Regions from separate parts of the Arabidopsis thaliana genome. Here region 2 is linked to region 1. A link is a contact called in public capture Hi-C data. All regions are on one chromosome and are shown on one strand. Each heading gives the region's core, a stretch centred on a gene start, on an enhancer-like site or on the middle of the called end of the contact. The rest is flanking DNA. Distances are from core to core; before and after follow the strand shown.

Evidence for each region. Capture Hi-C pulls out chosen DNA fragments and counts their contacts.
Region 2: a capture Hi-C map of seedling shows a contact between it and region 1, with 1.6 times the contacts expected there. The contact joins the promoter of AT5G35970 here to the promoter of AT5G35930 in region 1. A contact is called at or near these places in 7 of 26 Hi-C or Micro-C datasets (callus, cotyledon, root and 2 more) and 1 of 3 other capture datasets (seedling).

Annotation. Positions count from the first base shown.
Region 1 is chr5:14,073,664-14,076,363 of TAIR10.1, reverse strand. AT5G35930 (AMP-dependent synthetase and ligase family protein) reads left to right here and starts at 1,346. Exons shown (of 17, transcript NM_001344122.1): 1 at 1,346-1,855; 2 at 1,937-2,335. The coding sequence starts at 1,603.
Region 2 is chr5:14,121,945-14,124,644 of TAIR10.1, reverse strand. AT5G35970 (P-loop containing nucleoside triphosphate hydrolases superfamily protein) reads left to right here and starts at 1,283. Exons shown (of 7, transcript NM_122988.5): 1 at 1,283-2,257; 2 at 2,340-2,648. The coding sequence starts at 1,567.

The DNA of each region.
Region 1 (2,700 bases), core at 97-2,596:
GAATCTAGGTTAAAAATCTTTACCTATTAATGTAGGGGGTGGGGGAACTATGTTTGGATCTTCAGTAATTTCGTTCATTTTTGGACAGAAATGGAGGGGGACCACGGTGGATTTGAGAGAAATAACCGATAAGAGGGGAGAGAATATGAATTTTACACGGGACGCGGCAATTGGATCAAGAAGGTTATGTTCAGGAGATGGTGGATAAGGGAAAATGAGTAAGGTGACTAGGACCGGTTAGGGTTGGTTTTGTTGGGACGACTGAACTTCACTCGAGGGCGAGACGGTAATTTTAAATAAGAAAAAGGTTGGGAGAAGATGAAAAAGTGTGTCAGTTTCGAAAAGTGTTATAAATGATTGAAATCTTAAATAAAGTGTCTTAAGATGCAAATATTTCCTTTTTCATAGTCCCAATTACATAATACAAAGAAAATGATTTAAATAAAAAACACTTGCACATTGAAAATAACAAAATATTTAAAAAAGTAACAACTCCTACATACATAAGTGAAAGCCCTTCTTTGGGCAATGAAGTGTATAATTAACACTGATAACCAAGATATAACATTTTTCACAGACTGCTCAAGATGGTGTCTTCCTCAACCGAATAGCCGACATTCTCAGTGTATTTAGAGGAATTGCATAGTGACAAGAATGAATTTACAAGTTTTTCTTTATCTTTAATTTTTTCTAGTGCAAATGTTAAAATAGATAATTTGACACGAAAAATTCGTGTTCAACCGCATCACATCACATATGTAAACAACATTCCTCAGAAATGATTTTTTTGAGATTTAATTAATATCGGATGACAAAAAAGAACACTTTATATTAATACCAAAGTGGCAAAATTATTCACCTTTGGTAATAAATTCAATTTCTACATTTCCACTATTATATTTTTTTTGAATTGTGTATATTTATTGAAATTTTTGACTCAATATAATTTTTTTATGGATTTAAAGGTCACTATAATTTTGTTTATCTGAAGGATATTGAATTATTTAATTTAACCTTATCCAAAACAACCAAATTCAAACTGATCCAAAGCAAACAGAATAGTTTAATTTGGTTTGGTTTAACCCAAACTGTTTTAATCTATAAATAATTGAATTAAATAAACATTATGATAACTCTAAAGTCAACCCATGTTTGATTTTCTTTTTAATAGAAATAAATTTTACTTAGTTTTTTTATATCTTAAATCTCTAATTCTTAACCATGATTCAACCAGTTATATAAACAAACTTGTCATCTTTCATTTTTGTTCCCTTATTGTACATATCTCCAAACGTTTTTTACATTTTCACTGTGCTAATTTTCTTTAATCACCAATATAAAACTTTCGATATAAACGTTTAGTAAAACAACTACGATTTCTAGATCTAAATAATAGTGAACGAAAACCAAATAAACCAAACCGAATTAACTCCAACCAAACTAAACAACACAAAATCAAACTAATTTCAGTTTGAATTTGGCTAGAGTTTTCATAAAACCAAATTAAACCGAACTAAACCGAATAAAAAAATAAGAACAAAGCTTCCGGTGAATTCAAAAAAAAAAAAAAAAAAACTCAGCTTTCACCGGAAAGCGGCGCAGATGAGTGAAAGAAACCGAGGCAAGCCGAAGAATTGCTGCATTTCTCATAAATTCGTTGATGCAGCCTCCAAAAACCCTCATCAAATCGCCGTGATTCAAGCTTCCGGCTTGACGGCGAGGAGCATTAGGTCGGAATCAGCTGCACCGCCTGTTTACGACGGAGACAAATGTTTCACGTTCGCAGAGCTTTCTTCATCCATTGATTCACTCACCTCTCGTCTCCATCGTATCCTCAGTAACGATGATTCTCAAGGTTACCCATTTAAGCTCTTATAAAATTCTTAAGTTCTGTGAGTATAAAAGCTCATAAAGTCTTAACCTTTTGACATTGCAGTGGCTGGTTCAGATGTTGTGTATATGCCAAAGGTAGTGGCTTTATATATGCCACCATCAGTTGAATATGTTATCAGTGTGTTCTCTGTTTTGAGGTGTGGAGAAGCTTTTTTACCTTTAGATCCATCATGGCCAAGAGAAAGGGTTTTGTCTCTTATTTCCTCTTCAAATATTTCTCTTGTTATTGCTTGTGGCTTGTCTTCTGTGGAATCGCATTGGCTTGTGGAAAGAAATGTTTGCCCTGTGTTATTGTTTTCAATGGATGAGAAATTGAGTGTGGAAACTGGTTGCTCAAGCTTTGTTTGGCCTTGCAAGAAAGAGAGGCAGAGAAAATTTTGTTATCTTATGTATACTTCAGGATCTACTGGGAAGCCTAAAGGAGTTTGTGGTACTGAGCAAGGTTAGGATGTGTTTTATTCATAAACTTGTTTCAGCTACTTCTACAATGAAAATAGATTGTTAGGTATGATGATCTTGAAATTTGAAGGTCTTATTAGTTCGAGAATGAGATTATTTATAGCATTTGGCGTTTATCTATAATATTTCACATGTTTGACGAAAGCAAACCGCTTTTCTTTGTGTAGATAGTAGATTCTAGATATAGCATGTAATGTTAGATTGTTATTTGTCATTTTTATAAACATGTTAGCTATAACTATCTGGAATTGCAGAATAACTTTGACCCTTTGCGATATTTGAGCATCTCGTTGGAATAAATATATAGAGCATATCTGTAGGTTGTCCCGTAGCTGTTTTCATATTTTG
Region 2 (2,700 bases), core at 34-2,533, 48 kb before region 1:
TTGGAAAAACAGTTTTTCAAAAACTATAATAATATTCCGTGGGTTACACACACCCCTATATTTAATTTGTAGTACTAAAACGAAGACAAGCTTTTCAGTAAACAACTACTTTCTATTAAGTAACGATTGTAAGATTATAACTCAAACATGATTCAGTTGTTTTTGTTTTACCAATTATATTAAATTTAAACATACCTCTTTGCACGAAGTGAATTTATTATCTGAAATCCAACTTTCGCCGCAAGTGAAAGCATCAGACATTAATCGCCGAGCTATAAAATAGCTATTTTATTGTTTCACAAGAGTCTTCGATCAACCAAAAACAAAAAAATGAGTATTCAAAGTCGCTAAGAAATCGCCAACTCACTATAGATTTACTATTAGAAGTTTAATATGAAGCCAAATATAGTCTTATGAGTAATCCGAAAGCCATGTAATGTTCTATGTAACTAGGGTTAGCAAGATAATAACTTATATATATAGTTATGCATGTAATGAGAATTTTGATTGTAACTTCGAGACATATATATATAGTTATGTAATGAGAACTTTGATTGTAACTTTGAGAGTTATCTCAAAACAACTCTCTTTCTCTTTATTAAAGTATCAATGGAATTATTGTGTTTTTGGTGACAACAAAGTAATCTTTCCTTTTTAAGTTTATTTGAATAATAAACTCTTAATGAACTATCTAATTTCCGGTTTATATTTCTCTTAATAAATTCATTTGAGCATAAACATTATTGCTTTAGAAATATCATCATCTACCTCGTCTCATCATATGATCGGAGAAGAAAAGCGTTTATCTTCGTCCACCAACCCAACTATCGACAATGAAAAGACTTTAATGCAAAAACGGCGAAAACTAAACTCATAGATCTGTTTTTTTAGAGGAGATAGAAGATAGAGAATGATGGAACGATTGTTTTTTTTAAACTAAATTTTTGTGAGATTTTAAATAAAAATAATCTTAATTAGTTCAAAATTAAGGTCGAAAAAATTTCGTGTAGTATTTCAAATGTGCTATATGAATGATGTAGCTTGTAAAATCCACAGATCAGTTGGATGCATTCTACCGATCCATTCGATCAATTCTAAAATCCAACTTAAAGGGTCTCCAAAGAAGAATCTAAAAATACAGGGGTATAAGTCAACAAACAAAAATATAAGGATAGGACAGTAATTAAACACGTCACCTGCCCACAAAGAATCAATACTAGCCAATCACAACTCTCCACTACGATCTCTCATCACGACTCTCTCTGTGCTATGTTTGTGACATAAAGTCTCAAAAACAAAATTCGTTTCACCAAAAAATGAAACAAAAATAAAAATATTTCTGAGAACCTCAAGTTTAATTTTGCGGCTTAGATTTAAATTCGTCTCTCAAACTCAAATATCTGAAAAAACCTTTCTCCAATATATAAATAAGTTACACGAGACTTTCAATTTCTCTGTATATTTTCCTTTTGATTCCCAGAAAATGTCACTAGATTCCACTTTCTAGCTTGCGTTTTCTCGGGAATCTGAAGTTTCCTTTTGTGTTGAATCGCTGGGAAAAATCTGATGGAAGCAGCTTCAAGTTTTTTGTGTAGAAGTATTCGGATTCCGTCGACTACTACGGCGACGGCGGCGTTCACGTTCACTCGACCGCCGTTAAACTACGTTTGTGTTGTCGGAGTTCGTGTTTTCCCGACGCGGAAGGTCTTTTGCAGCGGCGTTAATGGCGGCTCCAGTGTTACTAAGAAGAAGCCACGAAGGAAAAGTAACGTTTCCGATAAACTTAGGTTTAAGAAAATTGAGAAGAGGAACGATAATACTGAATCTGAGAGTTTAAGTGTTGTTGAGGAACCGAAGAACGATAAAGAATTGAGTCTTCGAGCTTTGAATCAAAATGGTGATCCATTAGGGCGGAGAGATTTAGGGAGGAACGTAGTGAAGTGGATTAGTCAGGCGATGAAAGCGATGGCTTCGGATTTTGCAACTGCGGAGGTTCAGGGGGAGTTTTCGGAGTTGAGGCAGAACGTCGGATCTGGTTTGACGTTTGTGATTCAAGCTCAACCGTATCTCAATGCTATTCCCATGCCATTAGGTTCTGAAGTCATTTGTTTGAAGGCTTGTACTCATTATCCTACCTTGTTCGATCATTTCCAGAGAGAGTTGCGTGATGTTCTTCAAGACCTGGAGCGGAAGAATATAATGGAGAGTTGGAAGGAGTCTGAGTCTTGGAAGCTGCTCAAGGAGATTGCAAATTCAGGTTTGAATTCTTCGAGTCTAAGTTCTTATTGGTTTATAGTTTGGCTGAAGTTGAACTTTTTGCCTTGTGTGATGTTGTATAGCTCAGCATCGGGAGGTTGCTCGCAAAGCTGCTCAAGCTAAGCCTGTTCAAGGAGTTTTGGGGATGGACTCAGAGAAGGTGAAGGCTATACAGGAAAGGATTGATGAGTTCACCAGCCAGATGTCGCAGTTACTTCAAGTGGAACGAGATACAGAACTGGAAGTTACACAGGAAGAACTAGATGTTGTTCCTACTCCAGATGAGAGCTCTGATTCCTCAAAACCGATTGAGTTCTTGGTTAGGCATGGTGATGCTCCACAGGAACTTTGTGATACAATTTGCAATTTGTATGCAGTTAGTACCTCCACAGGTGAGACTTATAGGCAGATATGCATTTTGTTGTAACTTGTTCTCTTTGAGTT